Regions from separate parts of the Mus musculus genome. Here regions 1, 3 and 4 are each linked to region 2. A link is a contact called in public HiCAR-type and promoter capture Hi-C data. All regions are on one chromosome and are shown on one strand. The core of a region is the stretch at or near the end of the contact, and the rest is flanking DNA. Distances in the headings are between cores, read along the strand shown.

Evidence for each region. Promoter capture Hi-C pulls out the DNA fragments that hold promoters and counts their contacts. HiCAR-type assays count read pairs that join an accessible place to other places.
Region 1: a contact with region 2 is called in a promoter capture Hi-C map of pre-B cells, with 8 times the contacts expected there. The contact joins the promoter of Ypel2 here to the promoter of Ints2 in region 2. A contact is called at or near these places in 4 of 39 promoter capture datasets (hippocampal neurons, liver, pre-B cells and 1 more) and 3 of 115 datasets of contacts at active chromatin or transcription factors (large pre-B cells, pro-B cells and stem cell-derived neural progenitor cells).
Region 3: a HiCAR-type map of astrocytes shows a contact between it and region 2, with 5 times the contacts expected there. The contact joins the promoter of Ppm1d here to the promoter of Ints2 in region 2. A contact is called at or near these places in 6 of 39 promoter capture datasets (the C10 cell line, hippocampal neurons, liver and 2 more), 6 of 115 datasets of contacts at active chromatin or transcription factors (the NIH/3T3 cell line, astrocytes, bone marrow-derived macrophages and 3 more) and 1 of 9 other capture datasets (liver).
Region 4: a HiCAR-type map of astrocytes shows a contact between it and region 2, with 3 times the contacts expected there. The contact joins the promoter of Bcas3 here to the promoter of Ints2 in region 2. A contact is called at or near these places in 1 of 39 promoter capture datasets (embryonic stem cells), 3 of 115 datasets of contacts at active chromatin or transcription factors (astrocytes, bone marrow-derived macrophages and memory CD8 T cells) and 3 of 9 other capture datasets (adipose tissue, liver and pancreatic islet).

The regions. Positions count from the first base shown.
Region 1 is chr11:86,992,303-86,997,072 of GRCm38.p6, reverse strand. Ypel2 (yippee like 2) reads left to right here and starts at 3,311. Exons shown (of 5, transcript NM_001005341.3): 1 at 3,311-3,481. It overlaps Gm51915 (a long non-coding RNA gene), which reads right to left. Exons shown (of 3, transcript XR_003949754.1): 3 at 2,736-4,730.
Region 2 is chr11:86,255,361-86,260,401 of GRCm38.p6, reverse strand. Ints2 (integrator complex subunit 2) reads left to right here and starts at 2,808. Exons shown (of 25, transcript NM_027421.3): 1 at 2,808-3,198; 2 at 4,073-4,379; 3 at 4,918-5,041. The coding sequence starts at 4,084. The region is part of intron 2 of Brip1os (BRCA1 interacting protein C-terminal helicase 1, opposite strand); the gene reads right to left.
Region 3 is chr11:85,307,411-85,312,523 of GRCm38.p6, reverse strand. It overlaps Ppm1d (protein phosphatase 1D magnesium-dependent, delta isoform), which reads right to left and starts at 1,270. Exons shown (of 6, transcript NM_016910.3): 1 at 601-1,270. The coding sequence starts at 1,051.
Region 4 is chr11:85,350,025-85,354,615 of GRCm38.p6, reverse strand. It overlaps Bcas3 (breast carcinoma amplified sequence 3), which reads right to left and starts at 1,452. Exons shown (of 24, transcript NM_001166643.1): 1 at 1,383-1,452.

The sequences.
Region 1 (4,770 bases), core at 2,062-4,561, 740 kb before region 2:
GCTATTAATTGCACTGGATTATAGGTAAAGCTAGCTTCCCAACAACAATGGCAAAGTTATTTTTTCTGCTTTGGCAAAACAAGAAACTAAAATGGAAGCAGAGAGCTGACTTTCACAAGTTGTCCTTTCCCAACTTCTCCGTGTACACAGTCACATACCAGCAACAAAATAATTTTTTGTTTGTTTGTTTTTTTCAAGACAGGGTTTCTCCGTATAGCCCTGGCTGTCCTGGAACTCACTTTGTAGACCAGGCTGGCCTCGAACTCAGAAATCCACCTCCCTCTGCCTCCCTAGTGCTGGGATTAAAGGTATGCACCACCTTGCCCGGCAATTTTTTTTTTTAAGTGAAAAGAGCATCAGGCAGTGGTGGCCCACAGTTAATCCCAGCTCCGGGGAGGCAGAGACAGGCAGATCTCTGTGAGTTCAAGGCTAGTCTGTGCTACAGGGTGAGTTCCAGGTCAGCCAGGGCTACAAAATACAGACTCTGACTCCAGAGGAGGGTGGGGACAAAGAAGGAAGAAAGAAAACAAAAAGCAGAAAGTGATTTGCTCACAGCCAGAGCCGCACTTAGGTGGCAGAAGTGAGAACACACAGGATTAGTAAGCGAAGACAAACACTGACTGTGAAAGGATGAGTAGATGTATAAATGTGGCTTAGCATCACAAAGAGGAGTCAATCCCAAGGCAGCAGGCAGAGGAACCACCTGTGAGCCCAGGAGCCTCTCAAACCTTTATTGCCAACCAATTTTTCTTTCTTTCTTTCTTTCTTTTTTTTTTTTTTTCCTTTTTGGTCTCATTGTTGTTGTTTGTAAGGGAGCCTTCTGACTCTGAATAAGTTTGTTGCTGTCTTTCTGTTGCTCTCTGGGATAATATCCTCTCTGTTGCGGCCCTCGGCTTCAATAATTATCTGTCTATTCTCAATCTGTCCATTGGCCTGGGCTTCTTTCCTCTCCCATAGGTTCTCGGAATAAGTCCAAGGCAACAGGGAAAGGTGCTGAAGATGGGCACTGAGTAAATGTGTACTGAGGGCCCATGAAGGTGTTTGGGTGCAGAGAGAAAGAGAAGCAGTTTCTAGTACTCACTCCCTGCCCCCCAACACACACATACACACTTCTTTGTTTCGGTTCTCCCTTCTGTCAACTCACACAGCTTGGCTCCTTTGGCTGGAAGAAGGCATGATCTGGCTTTTTTTTTTTTTTTTTTTTCCTGGCTGGCTGATTCTATTGTTTTTCAGCCCTGTGGTTCTGTGGCCTCTTCCAGTCTCCTGCAATCACACAGCAGGCCTGCAGGGGTCCTCAGAGCACCCCACACAAGGCAGGCTTTCTTTAGCTAATGTTATCTTTTATTTAAGCACAGAACAGTAGCCTCCAATCTTGTTACATAACATACCAGTATCTCAGGGTGTTAAAACCAGTACAGAATCTACTGTTAGGCGTTAGGGAACCCGTGGATATAAACATATTTAGTAACACACTATTGCAGAAATGTAACCAATTTGATTTCCTGGTTCCTGATTTGAAATGTTAGAGTTGGAAGGGATGTCAGAAACCATCTTATTTCAGCCGTCCTTATTTATTTCTGCAGTAATGGGTATTGAACCCAGAGCCTCAAGAACCTTAGGCAAAGTCTCTACTGTGAGTTCCACCACCAGATCCCAGCCCTCCCTTCTTTTAGGCGATGGGTACTAAGGCCTAAGGGCACAGAGGAATTTAACCTCAGAAAGCAGCCTTGGGCTGGTAATCAAGCTTTTGATAATCTAAAGAATTTAGTATATCTTCTTAAAGATCCAATCTCAAGTCTTTTCAAGGTTGTGGTTAGTTAGCTGAAGGCTTTTGGACTCCAGGATTTATAATTCCCAAAGCAGTCAATTGTAAATATTGACAGTGCCCCTACACTGAAACCGGTATCTGCCGGCAAAAATGAGTGGTTTTGTTCTTACTAACGTTGGGACTTTTTTTCATCCCTAACCATGCGATGTACATTCACTGAAGACAATTTAGTTGATTGCATATGTATTAAAAACAGCTGGGTGGAGTGACAGGTGACGTTTTTGAGTCACCCGGGGATCTACCCAAATACCAGCCTGGGTTTGTGTGTAAACTGCTGCCAGATAGGAGACCAAAGGTTCCTGGGCCTCCTTCAGCACCCCAACCCCGCATGAACTTTTTTTTTTTCTCTTTTTCAGTAACCTGGCTAGCTTGGACCGATCTAACCAAGAATGACCTTAAACTTCTAACACTTCCCAAGCCTTGGGTTATAATTGGGCTATAAAGCAGAGAACCACCTTGTCCAATTACCTTGTGTTTTTTTCTCTTCTAAAATAGCAATGAAAACATGTATTTTGCCCCAACACCATTCAGAATCCCAGTGTCTTAGAAAAAAGGGTGGGTCTGCCGTGTCTCCCCCGCCCCCCCCCCCGCAGAAATTCTTTTATCAAATTGACCTGTTTTCCGGTAGGAAGACTCTGCCCCACTCCACCCACCTGGTGCCTCCCTGGACTTCCCGACTGTCATGAGTTTATTTTTTAACCCTCTCTTCCTTGAAAAGCACCACCCCACTGACCCAGAATGCCAGTTCCTCCCTTTTGGTCACCTTGACTACTCTTATTGTATTTTCTGTTGCTAATAGACCTCACTAACCATTAGCAATAGGGATCCCAGTTTCTCTATAGTCTTTCTCTATGCTCTTCCACTCTCAGTACTGGGGATCCAACCCAGGGACTCGAACACACCAGACAACCCTTTCCTAGTTTTAATTAGGAAATTTCGAGCAGGGCAGAGGAAATAGAGAATCTCCGCTTCTGAGCAGGGCATGGGTGGGCATGACGAGACTGGTACTATCTTACTAAATACACCTGCCTTGAACTCTGCGGGTCACTTTTAGTAACTTAGGCTCTGGGTCAGGAGTGGCTTAAAAAGTGGAGCGAGGAATTACTATCTAGGTTCTCAAAACAAAAGCACTGTAAATCCCACTTCCCAACATAACCCCGGGTCCTGGGAATCCCAGTAAAGCCAGACAAACAGGCTCCTATCTCAGAGAGCTCCCCCACTCTAATCACCTCTTCTCCCAGCCCTGCCCGCCAGCTGCCAGGACTGGCGGGACCCAGACCTTGCCACACTCCTCGCACGCGCGCCCCGCCAGGGCCGAGGGGCGGGTGGGGGTTGGGGGCGGGAGGCAGGGAAAGCAGGGGCGGAGTTCCGTCCTCCAGTGATTGGCTCCTGGCGGATGGGCTGCGGCCGTGCAGGGCCAACCAGTGGCGTGTTGCTATGTGCTGAGCCGATGGGATAGGCGCGGGGGCGCGTCTGTCACCCGGCAAGCCCCCAGCCCGGATTCGGAGGGATGCGGAGCGGCAGTGGCGGCGGCGGTGGCGGAGACTGTGGCTTTAAGAGCGCGCAGGGAGCGCTAGAGTCAGCCGTGCAGTCCTTCATCGCCAAGCACTCCGGAGAGCCCGGCGCTGGCCGGACCGGGCAGCCTACCGCCAGGTATGAGGGATCTCGAGCTGGGCTCGCGTGGGCGTGGGGCGCATTCCGCTCCAGTTCGGGCTGTGCGCCCTGGGGACGGTCGGGCTCCTGGGCTGCGTGCAGCCGGGCTCGGCTGGGGCGGTGCTGTCGCGGTCCCGAGGGGGCTCCCCGAAGGTTCCCGGGGTGCTAGGGGCGGGGAACGGGTTGCTGCAGCCACGTGACCGGTTTGTTTACAAACACTGGCGCGCGCTCCGGGTTCGGGACTCGGCGGGTGGCGACGAGCCGCCTGGCAAATATGGGGACCCAGAGACCTGAGCGCCAACGCCTCCCTTGTTCGGCGTGACCCACCCCCCACGGATGGCACCCGGCGGCACCCGGCTGTATGGTCGATGTCTCCATTGAGATAGTTGGGTCTGGGGCACGTCGCCCTCTAAAGTCCCCGGAGCGCTTCGGCAGCCCCAAGCCAAGGGAACCACAGCGAGTTCCTGCCTGGACGCTTCCCGGCGCCTCCCCTGCGGCCTTGCCAAGGGGTGGGCACGAACTCTGTTGCCAGACTCGCTGCGGGGGCCTCTGCGGAGAGTCCCTCCCGCAGCTGGCTCCTGCCTCTCTTCCTGCTTCAAGTTTACCTGCCTGGTTGCTGACTCCCTTCGGGTGATTTTTTTTTTTTTCCGAAACAGTGGAACCTTACACCCGTCTCCTGGCTGGCACTTAGGGGGAAGCACTGTTGCTTTGGACCCCTCGTGCAAAGAACTGCCTGCCACCTCTGACTTCACTTTTACCCACAGTTTTTAAAAAGCTGAGCGAGCATCCTCCGGTTTGCCTAGCCTTCCACGGCCCGGCTGCTGGAAATGGCAAATGCGCCGGAGCCCTGCTTTTTGGCTTCCTTGTTGATTTGTTGTTGCCACGTTGGAGGGTCTTTGAGCCACTGAGTTGGAGTCCTATTAGTCTTTTGTTCCTCATGCTTGTCTTCGTTCTCGCAAGATGGGCTCCCTGTCCAGAGCACTGAACAACAAGCCTAGGGATTACTTTTCTGAACCCCATTTACAGAACATTAGAGGCACAAAGGAATTACAGTAAACCTCATGCTTGAGGCTCTGCAGTAGTCTGCCTGGTTTGGGGGTTTACAGGATCTGGTCAGTAAGATTGGGTTGCTTTTCCTTTTGGCACACACTGCTGTAGGTTTTACCTGAGTTCAGTCCATCAGCTTTCTTAGCATTTGATATTCTTATCTTTGAGGAAGTTTCACTCTCTTTACATCATTTTGTAAATTCTGTAATTTGTCAAAAATAATGGCTTTATTAGAACATTTT
Region 2 (5,041 bases), core at 1,559-4,058:
TTGTAATTGTGAAATCTATTTCAATTACATTTTAAAAAAATATGCAGAATTGGACTTGATGGTGCACATCTGTAATTTCAAGAACTGGAAAGCTGAAGTGGTAGGATCCTGAGTGCTAAGGCTTCACATATAACAAGACCTATAACTCCTCACTATATCTCCTTCCAATAATAGGAAATATATCAAGTATTATGTGTATAAGACATTTGTTACCATCTACATTTGACCACATTGGGTATCTATGGCATATGATTATATATGATACATAATAGTTACAGATGATTGCATATATTTTGGTTCACAGTACTAAAGGTATTACTCTGAATCAAATGGGATAATTTGAGAAACACTGTATCACATCTCAGTTTTTCTGTTTCCTTTGCTGATTCTCTACCCTGAAAGCTGAGTTTATTTTCTGAGATTTTCCCTCTCTGAGAGCCTTAGAAATATTTTAAAAATTTTTTGTAAGCTAAGTGGTAGTAGTACAGGGCTTTTATCACAGCACTCTGTCATGGACACACAGAAAAAAACTGTCTTGAAGAAAAAAATTTAAAAGAAATGATCAGTCAAGCTGGGTGGTGGAGGCACACACCTTTAGTCCCGCACTTGGGAGGCAGAGAGACGTGGAGCTCTTTGAGTTCAAGGGTAGTCTGGTCTTCTGAGTTTTAGGATAGCCAGGGCTACACACACACACACACACACACACACACACACAAATCCTGTCTTGGTTGGTAATTCGTTGAAGGATGCTCAATTTTTTTTTTTTGTTTTTAAATATTCATTTATTTCCTTTTTCTGAGTTTAGGTGTTTTGCCTGCATATTCTGTGTACAATATGTCTTCAGTGCCCATAGAGGCCAGAAGAGAGTTTTGGAAATGTAATTACAGACTGTTAGCTGCCTTGTGAACTCTGGTCCTCTGGAAGATCAGCTAGTGCTCTTAACCATTAAGCCATCTCTCTGGCTCCAGAAATACTTTTTTTTTTCTTTTCTTTCTAGACAGGGTTTCTCTGTGTAACTCTGGCTTTCCTGGAACTCACTCTGTAGAACAGGTTGGCCTTGAACTCAGGAAATCTGCCTACCTCTGCCTCCCAAGTGCTGGGTTGAAAGGCGCCACATTTGCTCAGAAATATTTAATAAGCAAGCCAAGCCAAGCCAAGCCAAGCCAAGCAAGCAAGGAAACAAGCAAACAAGGAAAAACTATTGTGTGTGTGTCCTGCAGAGGCCAGAAGAGGGTGTCAAACCCCTTGGAGTTTTGGAGCCACAAGTATAGGTACTGGGAACTGAACTCAGGTCCTCTGAAGAGCAGAATTTTTTTTTTTAAAGATTTCTTTATTATTATATCTAAGTACATTGTAGCTGTCTTCAGACACCTAGAAGAGGGCATCAGATCTCATTATGGATGGTTGTGAGCCACCATGTGGTTGCTGGGATTTAAACTCAGGACCTTCGGAAGAGCAGTCAGTGCTCTTAACCGCTGAGCCATCTCTCCAGCCCAAAAGCTGCATTTTAATAAAATAGTTCAGAGGCTTGACAGATGGCACAGCATGCCAGGTGTTGGTCGCTGAGCCAGATGACATGAATTCAAGTCCCAGGACATACATGGTGGAAGGAGAAAATGAGCTTCCATGAGTTATTCTTTTTTCTCACAAGTAAACACATGCACAAATGTCACACACACACACACACACACACACACACACACACACACACACACACACAAACGCGCGCGCGCGCGCGCAAGGTCATGCAAACCTTGGGTGAACCAGGAACAACAACCACAACAAAAAACGTAAGCTGGTGAAGATGGCACAATCCTATAATTCCACAATTTGAAAGGCTGAAGCAGAAGTTCAGAGCAGCCTGGACTACATAGTGTGGCGCTGTCTCCAGAACATTTATTATGAGATAAATAGACTTGCAATTTTTAAGATGGTGAGACTTTAGTTTTGATTTTCTTTCACAAGTGCCACATATAATATTGAGAAGGTTCCACTGAATTCGTTCCTAAAATTCACTCTTGAATAGGATTTTTGTAACCTCGAGACCCGAGAAAGCTACCAAACATAGAGCCTCTAGTATGAGCCCTGGGCAGACAGAGGGGTTGTGTCAAGTACCAGTCATCCTTGTCTACATAATGAACTCCAGGCCAACAAGGACCACATATACCTTGTCTGAAAAACAAAACCAACCTCGAATGCAAGCCGGAAGTGGTAGCATGCGCTTATAATTTGGGTACACACCATAAAACTAAATAATGAAAAGTTATTACACTTTGGCCTTAGTGTATAGACTTATGATTAATTACTTTTTTTTTTTTTTTTCGACACATGGTTTCTCTGTGTAGCCCTGGCTGTCCTGGAACTCACTCTGTAGACCAAGCTGGCCTCGAACTCAGAGATCCGCCTGCCTCTGCCTCCCAAGTGCTGGGATTAAAGGCGTGCGCCACCACTGCCCGGCTTCATTACTTTTAAAATTCCCCTACACACAGGTCTTGGGATTCTAGAACTTTCTAGACCGCACCGGCAGGGGTTTAAAGGAGGCTGCAATCGGGTTCCATTAGGCAAATTTCTGTGGAGGAACAGAGCGGACAACTTTTGCCATTTAATACATTATTGTTATTTAAATGTCGCGATAATTGGTTCGGGGGTCGGGATTTCGCTCTGACCGTTTAGGAACTCATCTGACAAGGTTCCAAGAGAAAAGCTCTGGAAAACAAGAAAGTGTAACACTCCACGCTTTCGGAAGCGGGGAGGGCGGTGACGGAGGAAGGGGCGGGCCTGCGCATGCGCAGAGCGGCCCTAAGCTGGCTTTTCTTATCGCCGCCGACGTCTTCTCAGTGCTGTACGGTGGCCGGCGCGTGCCAGAAGCTTGGGATGAATGGAGGTGCAGGGTGCAGGTTGAACTAAGTCTCTGCTTTCCCCTCTCTCCTGGTTGCTTCTCCCTTTTTTTTCCCTTTCCTTTTTACTTTTTTTTTTTTTTTTGCAGTGTCCCCATTCTGATTCTCGCTCTGTCGACGGCACTGTTGGTGCCAGCGTCAGAGTTCTTGGTGCCTGAGTCGACTCCGGGCATTGCCGGGGTTTGGGGATCTGGATAATCACCTAGGCCCAACTTCGGACCGCGCTCTCCATTTCTGCCTCGTCTGGCTCTCGGAGGCGGAATCCGAGTGGGTCCCTTGAGGCTGGAGGGTTGATCTTAAGGTATGAAGCGTCGGCTTCTCGGGCCCAAGTGCCGCTTTGTCTGAAGTCCGCCTGACTCTTCGCAGCCCGGGTCACTCGATTCTCATTGCTGCCTGGCAGAGACCCCTGAGTCCTGTCACCTCTGCCTTGAGCTTACTCTACTGTTAAAAGACCAGCGCTTACTATTGAAACAGCAGCATTTCTGCCTACGATTCTTTGTCCACAGCTCTGCTAGGGAGTAGGTCTTAAGACTGAGTGGTCTCTGTTAACTGTTCCATGTCACCTCTCTTTTCTGCTACCTTTTGAAAATTTACTCAAAACCACAGTGCCCAAGTGAGACTCTCTTTAACTCCTTCAGCTGACTGTACATACACATCTACCTCTATAACAATAGGGGTACGGAATAGCGTTGTGGCTTTCAGAACCATGCCTCTGACATTACTTTTGGCCCGTGAGATGATTTACCAGTGTTTCCATGTAGTTGGGAGGTAGAAAGAGAAGCCCAACTGATATTTATATTTATCTGGTAGGCTTGTAAAATGAAAGAGATCTGGCTGCAGCCGTTCATTTTCTCTCCATATTTCATGGAACTCATGTAATGGGCATAATGAGGGAAGTCTTGGCTGTGTTCAGGGTAGGAGGGTTCACTGGGACACAAAGTATTAGAGCAAATGATCTCTAAATTGAGAAGAAACATTAATCTGCAGTTTTCCTTCTTATCTTCCAGATGTCAGTAGAAACATAGAGACAGAAACCTGAGCTTTAATTGTGCCAACAACATTGCCAATGCAAGGACCTACTAAGTATTTAGTATACTTTGTTAGATTTTAAAGAAGGTTGTCATATATGTGGGAAGTAGATACCGATTTTCATTTTGTTGTTTTGGACTCCTTAGGATCGAGAGCGATGACGCCCGAGGGTACAGGCCTGCAGTTTGTCAGCCCTTTTGCTTTTGAAGCTATGCAGAAGGTGGATGTTGTCCGCCTGGCGTCCTTAAGTGATCCGGAATTAAGACTCCTCTTGCCCTGCCTGGTGAGGATGGCACTTTGTGCTCCTGCTGACCAGAGCCAAAGTTGGGCACAGGATAAGAAACTTATACTTCGCCTCCTGTCTGGAGTGGAAGCTGTCAACTCCATTGTTGCACTGTTGTCTGTGGACTTCCACGCTCTAGAACAAGATGCCAGCAAAGAACAGCAGCTTAGGTAAAGTTCACTTGTGTGTTAGGACTTGGGAGTTACTTGATATTCCAGAGGAGGGGGTTGTAATGATGCTCAGGTCTGTCAGAGCTCCCCCAGCAAAGGGAGAGTAATGTCTGAGAAGCATTTGACAGAGGTCTTTTCTAGTTAAATTCCTAAGAGCTGCTTTCTGTGTTATAAAATGTTGCTCAGAGAAGATTAGCTACATATTAGGTCAGTTACTCTGAGTGGGGACTGAGGAGGAGAAAGTCTTCTAGAGTGGAAGGTTTTATGGGAATGACTGAGCTTTTAAAATTACGTTGCTCCCCACTCCCCCCCCCCCAGACTCCAGGCTGGTTTTGTATCCTTTCATGTCCCTTGTGTATCTGAAAGCTATTGTTACTGAAGTCTGTGGCAATTACTAATTTACAGTTTCTGAGCTCTTGCAATATATAGACAAACAGTGTTTCGGAGGAATGGAAACCATTTACAATGAGTGGATTATTGCAGGAAAGGATTGCCTTGCCAGTGTCTTAATGTGTTTCCCATGTTTGGACTTCACTAGGCATAAACTTGGAGGAGGCAGTGGAGAGAGCATCCTGGTATCACAGCTTCAGCATGGGCTGACACTAGAGTTTGAACACAGTGATTCCCCTCGTCGATTGCGGCTTGTGCTGAGTGAATTGTTG
Region 3 (5,113 bases), core at 21-2,520, 950 kb after region 2:
CATAAACAATTCAAGGGATTACCCCAAAACACTATCACAAAAGTAAGTTGCCTATGTTACACTTCAGCCCTTCTAAATTGACTTACATCGAGCCAGAGCCATTCAGGTCAATCTGAAGAAGTGACACCACCGGTAGGAGGCAACCAAGAGGAACAAGCCCAACAAGAACAAAATTATGACAGATGCTAAGGGAACGCTCCAATTCTTGCCACCTCCTGCTTCTTTCACCTAGCCCGTGTAGAAACGTTTCTTAAATTTATCCCTCGGTTACAATCTGGCGCCGGCATTCAAACACTTCTGAGCGTGCTGCTACCAAAGTGAATTAGCGAAGGGAGAGGGGAGACTGTTGCCCCCTGATCGTAGGAGGGAGGAGATAATGCAAGGAGCGGTTGCTGGGAGACAAGCCATCCTAGCGTTTCCGAGGCCACTCGGTGTGCCTAGAACTCCAACCATGACAGTCTTCACTCGCATCCCTTGTTGGACAGCGTCGCTTGATGGATAGCGCTCTTGGTACCGGGGAGGCCCACGCGGTGCTGATGCTATAAAAAGCCCAGGGGGATAAGGGGAGAAAAGAAAAAAAGAGGCGGGCGGGGAACTTACCCAGTTTCTTCCACATGGCGAGGTGACAGGCGAGGAAACCTTTGCGGATGGCAGCGCACACCTTGGCGGGCTCGGACGAGGTGAAGCCTTTCTGCTTCTTGATGAAACCCCACAAGTGCTCCCGGGCAAACTGTGCCGCCTCCCGACCGCCGTGCCCGTCGCACACTGCAAAGAAGGCCACCGAAGAGCGGCGGCGACAGCAGCGGCCAGCGGGTAGCGAGGCCGCGGCGTCCGGGGCAGGGTCGCGGGCCGCCGCCGGGCCTTTTTCCGATGGCCCGACGCCGGCGAGAGTGGGGGTCGCCGGCAACCCGAGCGCCCGCCGCGGTACCGGCGCCGGCTTGTCCTCCGCAGCCGGCTCGGGCTCCACCACGATCTGAGTTACGTCCTCCATGTACTTCCTCCCGCCCTGGTCCGAGAAGACGCTCACTCCCAGCGAGTACAGCCCCGCCATGGCCGGCTGCCCGGGATCCCGCCGTTCCCACGCAGCCCGCCGAATTCCGAGGCGGGAGACACACTCGCCGCTCGCCGGCCAACTATTGTTTATCTTCGACGAAGCCGAGAGTGAAGAGGAGGCGGTCCCCGCGGCGGTGGGGGGGGGCGCGTGATGTCGGGACTTGTCCGCGAGAGCTGGGCCGGTCGAGTCGCGGGCGAGAGGAGCCGAGCAGCTGCGCCTGCGCACTGAACTCGCTCCCCGCCCGCCCGCGCCCACCATACAAATCAGACGTTCTTTCCCCCCCTTTCTCCTGATGACGTCACTCGGCTCGCTGAGACAGACCAATCAGGAGTCAAGAAGAGCAAGCTCGCCCCCGCCCTCCTTCCACCCCCGCATCTCTCTGCAACCGCTGATCTCGCTCGGCCCGCCGACCGGGGGAGCGCGCTCCTTGCCCGGTTTGTTTTCTCCAGCCTAGGGCTTCTGTACCCTGGGGGTTTTCCGCTGTTACTAAGCGGCTGAAGCCTCAACCTGTCATCTTTTTTTCCCCTTAAATCCCTAACGTGAGACTTCTGGCTTTTCCCCTTTGGTCCTTTTGCAGAGCCAGTTTTGCCTCCCGCGATTGTGGAAAATTTGCAGAGGTCAAAGGTAGACTTGACCTTCCACTTATTTCAAGCGAAATGGCGCGAAAATGCCCTGCAAAGTCGTTGGTCCGTGCGCTAGACCAGCGTAGCACGCGTGAACTGGCTTGGGTGGGACTTGTCCGGCTGGGAGTTAAGGGAAGCAGTCGGGTTTACTTAAGAAGACTTGGAATTTTCCACCGCCAGTTGCACAGCCCTGTTTTCCGCGATAACGTTAGGTCGGAGACCTGTCGGCGAGTTTAATTCCTAACACTTTACAGCCCTTTTTTTTTTTTAAGTATTTTGCATATTTCTTCCTCTTTTCAGCGTCGTTAATACTTTTTCGGACTCGTCTTGAATACAGCTATTACTGCAGAATCTAAGTTACCGTTTGGAAAAGGAGCATACAACAGGATCTCCATGCCCTAAAGACACGGTTATTTCCCTCCGTTCACAGAAGTTGACAGTCCCAACAACAAAATGAATGCTTTTAGACTGATTTCCACGAAATTGAAATAAGTTCTCGAGTGATCAACTTAATATTTTCTTAGCACCATATTCTTTTGAGGGAGTCAACGTGTTCCTTTATTATTTTCTGTACAGCCTTTGAGATTTCACAAAAAGCGTAATGGAAACTTATTTACAGCAGCATGGGAAATGCAAACAACAAGGAAAGGCTTTATGCTGGCCTGCCTTTCAACAACAGTTTCTATACCTCCCAAGACAATTCCTTTTAAAATTGTCATTAAATATTTATTTCATTTTCATTATGTGTGTATCTCTGTGGATGTTGTGTGGAGTCCCAACCCTCCGCCTACAACTGGAGTTACAGGTGGTTGTGAGCCAGATAGGCGCTCCAAACCAAAAAGCAGTGCAGGCTCTTAACCACTGAGCCATCTCTCCACTCCCCTAAAACAGCATTCTGAAATAACTGGGCCTTAACTTTTTTTAATTACTTTTTTTTTATGTACATTGGTGTTTTGCCTGTATGTGTGAGGGAGTCAGATTTCCTGGAACAGAAGTTACATACAGTTGTGAGCTGCCTTGTAGGTGCTGAAAATTGAACCTGGGTCCTCTGGAAATCCAGCCAGTGCTTCCAACCACCATCTATCTCCCCGGTCCCTTTAACAGTTTTTTTTCCCCATTTTTTATTAGGTATTTAGCTCATTTACATTTCCAATGCTATACCAAAAGTCCCCCTACCCACCCACCCCCACTCCCCTACGCACCCACTCCCCCTTTTTGGCCCTGGCGTTCCCCTGTACTGGGGCATATAAAGTTTGCGTGTCCAATGGGCCTCTCTTTCCAGTGATGGCCGACTATGCCATCTTTTGATACATATGCAGCTAGAGTCAAGAGCTCTGGGGTACTGGTTAGTTCATAATGTTGTTCCACCTATAGGGTTGCAGATCCCTTTAGCTCCTTGGGTACTTTCTCTAGCTCCTCCATTGGGAGCCCTGTGATCCATCCATTAGCTGACTGTGAGCATCCACTTCTGTGTTTGCTAGGCCCCGGCATAGTCTCACAAGAGACAGCTACATCTGGGTCCTTTCGATAAAATCTTGCTAGTGTATGCAATGGTGTCAGCGTTTGGATGCTGATTATGGGGTGGATCCCTGGATATGGCAGTCTCTACATGGTCCATCCTTTCGTCTCCCTTTAACAGTTTTTAATTCATTTATTTGTTAGAATTGAACAGAACCCTTAACATGTTTAGCAATTATTGGAGCAATTTTGTGTTTTGGGGTGTGGGGGAGATGTTGAGACAGGGTTTCTCTGTGTAGTCCTAGTAGACCAGGATGGCCTCGAAGTCAGATCTGCCTGCTCAGCCCCTGGAGTACTAGAATTAAAAGCCTGTGCCAACACTGACCAGCAGGGGCAACTATTTTAAACTACAATTTTAAGACATCTCACAGTGTAGCCCTGGCAACGATAGAGTCCTGGCAGGTTTTAAACTCATTGCTTCCAGAGTGCAGGGAATAAAGGGGTGTGACACACCTAACTAAAGACTTGGGCAATTTTTTTTTTTTTTTAACCAGGAGTAAAGCTGGGAACCAGCAAAGTGACTCAGCCAGTAAAGGCCCTTGGTGACAAACCTGGCCACCTGAGTATTGTCCCCACAACACACACAGTAGAAGAGAATAGCACATGTAAGTTGTCCTCAGACATCCAGATTCAGAACATGGCATTCTCAAGCCTACATACATACAATAAAATTATTGGTAGGCAGAGGCAGGAGGATCTCTGGGAGGCCAGCTTGGTCTACAGAGAGAGTTTCAGGGCAGTCAGGGATACACAGAGCTCCTGTCTCAAAAAAAAAAAAAAAAAAAAAGAGGAGGAGGAAGAAAGTACACATACTGACATCTTTTATTGTTTTTGTTTTTAAATTAAATATAATTACATCATTTCCTCTTCTTTTCTTCCCTTTAACCCCTCCTATGTGTCACATCCACTAACTTGTGTGTGTGTGTGTGTATACACACATATGTACACATATATATACATGTATATTCATATGCAAGATCAGTTTAAGAACATACAGAAAAAGGTCTAAGTAGATAGGCTAGGCATAGCCATACAGATCTATAATTATAGTATTTGAAAAGCAGAGGCAAGAGAATCAAGAGTTCAAGATCAGGGCTGGAGAGATGACTCAGTGGTTAAGAGCACTGACTGCTCTTCCAGAGGTCCTGAGTTCAATTCCCAACAACCACATAGTGACTCACAGCCATCTGTAATGGGATCTGATGCCCTCTTCTGGTGTGTCTGAAGATAGTTACAGTGTTCTTACATAAAACAAATAAATAGAGGCAGGCAGTGTTGGCACACACCTTTAATTCCAGTGCTTGTTTTGTTTTTTGGGTTTTTTGTTTTGTATATTTGGTTTTTTTCAAGACAGGGTTTCTCTGTGTAGCCCTGGCTGTCCTGGAACTCACTCTGTAGACCAGGCTGGCCTCGAATTCAGAAATTCGCCTGCCTCTGCCTCCCAAGTGCTGGGATTAAAAAAAACAAAAAACAAAAAAATTTAAATTATATATAGATAGATAGATAGATATAGAGAAAGAGAGCGAAAGAGAGAGAAGAGAGAGAGTTCAAGGTATCTTCCTCTTCAGTTACTTCAGAAAAAGCCCTTTTCACCAACTCTCTAAATTCAATCCCTGGAATCCACTCACAGAGTGGTAGAGGAGAACCAACCCTGCACACTTCTCCTCAGGGGAAATGTGGACCATCACAGGAGGCCCTGACCATCATACACACACTCGGGATTCTAATACACCAGAATAAAATTAAAATGCCATCCAAAATAACACCTGGTAACAAAGTAGCAAGAATGTCGGGCTTGGCTGGGGTGGGGGGACGGGGACGGGGACAGGGACGGGACACCCTTCAATCCCAGCATTCAGAAGAGGCTTGGGGGATCTCCTGGTCAGAAGCTAGTGTACTCTACATAGTGAGTTCCAGG
Region 4 (4,591 bases), core at 203-2,702, 900 kb after region 2:
AGAATCTTCCTATAATTTATAACTAGGAGGAAAAGAGACAGAGAACTAAATGGGAACTATATAACACAGGATCACTTAGAAAAACAAATATAGGGCTGAAGAGATGGTTCAGGGGTTAAGAGCACTGACTGCTCTTCCACAGGTCCTGAGTTCAATTCCCAGCAACCACATGGTGGCTCACAACCATCTGTAATGGGTTATGAAGCGCTCTTCTGGTATATCTGAAGACAGCGACAGTGTACTTACATATATAAAAATAAATAAATCTTTAAAAAAAGAAAAATAAAGAAATGCAAATATAAAGCTCAGTGGGACATAACATACCAGCAGTTCCAGTTCCCAGGAGGCTGAGGCAAGGAAATTGCCTTGAGTTCAAGGGCAATGTAAGCCTGAGATTCTTAGTATTTTATTTTTAAAAATATAATAATAATAATAATAATAATAATAATTTAAAAAGCTGGTCACAGGTGGTGATGCATATGCATGCCTGAGAGGCAGAGGCAGGAGGATCAGGAGTTCAAAGTCAACCTTAAGGGCACAGCCATATAAAGACCAGATGGCCCATGTGAGCCTCAGAACAAATACACGTAACAGGATACCACTCTGCCTTCAGATAAATCTGTTGAGGACAGATAAAACTGTGTAGCCACATTTAAATAATATTTTAACCTCCAGCTATTGTAACGTAATCACCAGCGTGTAAACAAATTTGGAATATAAACTCGTATAATATAAGGAGCCTCTGGATTTTCCCACAGTCTAAGTAAGTCCCAGACCTTGACTATCTAATGAGTTTCTGAATCATAGAGGTGGTTTGGAGAGTACAGAGTCTGCTTCATTATGGTTAAAGGGGGACTGGCAACAGAACTAAAGATGTCTTACAAGGCTCAGGAAAGCCCACAGCCTAAAAGCATCACTTTTAAGAAGGGTTCACTGTACCACCTCATTTGAAAAACCCCAAACTGTTGATCCCCACATTCCTATACAACCCAAACAACCCATTGTCCCAACTAGTCCAGCTACCCCTTTCTTAGGCAGTACCTTTCACCAGACCCCTCAGTACTCTCATCTTCATTCCACCCTCTATTACCCGAACCAGTCTCCCCACCTCTGTCCTTTAAAGGCCTTGTCACTTGAGAACAGCTCCTCGAAAGCCCCTCGGGCCCCACTCTCCCCAAAGTCACGGGAACAACACTCCACACTTCACCTCCAAAGCCCTACCACCACTGCCCCCGGCCGCCCTCTGGCCTCTTGCCCAGCTCTCCTCCAGTTTCAGCACCTTTCCCCGTCAACTGGGGCTGGTCAAGCCCTGTTTCCTCATGCTGCCTGTCCCTTTCCCTCTCCAAACCTCCCCTAAGCCAAAGACCCGCCAGCCCTCTCACCGGCCGCTCCGCCGGTAAACGCTGTTCTCCAGCTTCAGGCTCACTGTTTGGAGTCTCCCTCGTGATTGACGGCTAGCACTTCCTACCACGCCTCGGCGGAACCACCGCATCAGCCAATCCCAGGAGCAAACTGGCCCCGGCGCGGCACCGCCCTTGGAGGTCAGCTTCGCCAACCAGCGAGTAGGAAAGAGGCGGACCCGCCTTCAGAATCCATCCAATCCGCTGGGGCTGGAGGGAAAACACAACAGTATGGAAGTTCGGGTGAAGCGGGTGGGTCAGGTTCGGTTGTGAATGCAGGCGGCAGGGGAGAAAAGGCAGGCGTGTCTGCGGGCCTGGAAGAGGCACCTTGGTGGATTTTCTGTTTTAAGGAAACGCTACATGCACCAAATACCTGCGGACCTCAGCCAGAAGTCTCCAGCGAGGAGCCCGAAGCCAGGTATACTGGTGTGTTTACATCGAATTCTCGCGACAGCTGATTTGAAGCTAAAAGCACGTGGACGTGGCAGCTGCCAATCACTTTTACCTGACCACTCAGGCTGCCCGAGCCCGCCCTCCACCCCGCCCGCGGCGCTGTGTTTACCTTCCGGGAGTCTAGGCTGGCAGTCCGTGTTCAGTCCCCTGCTGAGTACGTCTTGCTCTGAATAAGGGGGCCTGTAAGAAATTTTGTTGGAGTCCTTAATGGTTACTGTCATAGGAATGGATGTTCGTGAACATCTGGAAATGGAGAGGCCCCAGACTTTGGAAGGGGGAACTTGTTGCACAATATAGGGATCCATAGAGAGTCTAAGAAGACTACCTGGGGCTTTGCAAGATGGCATTGGATACGTCTTAAGGGTTCATGGAGTCTCAAGTAGTCGTAGGCCGGGAGCTCTTGCTTAAAGAAACCCACAATCACACTCCTAGCTTTCCCATATATCTTTCCCCTGAGCACCTAGTAACCTGTACCAAAATCTCTTTTTATGGGATTCCAGTAACACATGCACTATATTCCCTATATTCCCAGCACTGGTGTACATAACAAGTTCTAAGCCAGTCCAGTGCCACCAAGTTTGAAAACACTGTCCCTTCCAAAAAATCTTTTTTAATAAGATATAATTCTTTTAAAAATAATAAACGGGCCTGGAATTTGGACATGATGCTCCTGCCTAGATGTGGACTAGGCGGCTAGGTATGACCAACAAGGAATTCGTAAAAGTACCTTTGCCTATCATACAGGTTAAAGTAGACTTTTTAGGCATGTCATCAGTGTCAAGAGTTAGCTGGAGGTCGTGGTCAAGGCCAAAAAAACTCATTTCCATGGCCATATGTCTTAGTTAGGGTTTCTATTGCTGTGACGAAACACCAAGACCAAAAGAAACTCGCTGGCTGGGCAATGGTGGGGCACTCCGAACTCCGAGCACTTGGGAGGCAGAGGAAGGCAGATTTCTGAGTTCGAGGCCAGCCTGGTCTACAGAGTGAGTTCCAGGACAGCCAGAGCTACACAGAGAAACCCTGTCTCGAAAAAATAAACAAACAAAAAACTTGTTGAAGAAAGGCTTTATTTGACATACAGATCCTAAGTCCACTGAGGGAAGCCAAGACAGAAATTTAAACCAGGCAGAAACCTTGAGACAGGAGCTGTAAAAAGGCCTAGAAAAAGTACTGCTTACTGGCTTACTACTCATGGCTTGCCCTGCCTGATTTTTTATAGACTCCAGGACCACCACTCCAGATACAGCACTATCCACCATGGCCTCAATCACTAATTAAAATGCCCTACAGGCCCGCCTAAGAGCCAGATCTTATCTTGTGGAAGCATTTTTTTTTCAACTGAGGTTACCTCCCCAAAAATGACCATATCATTCACCCAAATGATAAGGGACGTTTTTCCTTATTGAGCTCTTCATAGCTTAGAATCAAAAGAAGAGGGAATGAGTGGGAATGTTTATGAATAAGAACATTACTTCTATCCATCTCCAACTTGCAGTGTGGACATGGATCCAAGGTAGACATACAGTCCAGTGGCTACGAACATTCCTGACTTAAATGTCTTAGTGGACCGCAGTAGCAACAGGAAAGGATTTTTTTTTTCCTCTTCTGATTCTCTCAGACTAGGCAAGTTGTCTCTGGATGAGGCTCTAGGGTTTCCTGAGATAGGCAGAAAATGGGCAGATGCTGTAGCCATGTGATGAACTGATACAGCTGTCTTCTAGTTTTAACCCTTTGTGGTCTCAAAACCTCCTCTCAGGGCTTGTGAGATGGTTCAGCAGGTAGAGGTCCTTGCTGCCAAGCCTGACTATCCGAGGTCACTCCCCAGAACTTACATGGAAAAAGAAATTAAGTTGTCCTCTGATCCCACCCCCAAACATGTAACATAGCATCCCCCACACACACCCAAAAATGCATAGTGATTTTAAAAAATTAAAGGCCTCCTCTTAGTCGTTATTAGCAGATGAAAAAAAAAACCTATGTTCAGGGCCATTCTTCCCTACATAGGGGATTCAAGACAATCTCTGCTATACAAGGAAGGCCTTAATATACATAACTATATATGAATGAAAAAGGCAATCATGTGCTTGTAGCAGACATAAGGAAAGGAACATGAGCCTAAACGGTGCTCAGGACTCCTGCAAAGGAAAATCTTTTCCAAATGAAGATTGTGTCACTTTTTAGTTATTCTCAGGTCTCCCTGAACACAGAACTTGAGGGGAATGGAGTGTGTGTGTGTGTGTGTGTGTCTGTGTCTGTGTGTATATACAGAAGGGGAGTGCTGGGGAAAGATCAATACTCAGAGCTGGGAACAGAGGTACAAGCTAGAGAAGGATAGTGGTGGAGAGGCTATAGTGGTGGAGAGGCTAGGTGTTGAACCCTGGGTTATGCAGGTTGGAAGCCAGCCTGGGCTACATGAGGTTCAATCTGAATAAACAAACGTCATAGCTTAGTCTTGGTAGTTCACTTGTATTTAACCACTGCACTTAGGTTGAGGCCTGAGTGAATCTGATGTCACAGTCAGATCCTCAGTGAATTTAAAGCCAGCCTGTGACATCTGGTGAGACAGTACCTCAAAAAAATAAAAGGGAAGGGAAATCCTAGAATACTCACTCTTCATTTGCTTTGGTATCTGCTTTTATCACCAATCTGAGGTAACACCCATTAGCATTGTCCTGTGATAGATAATGGTTGTTTCAAGTAATCAACTTTGGTTCCTCCCAGTGAGCATGGTGACCTCA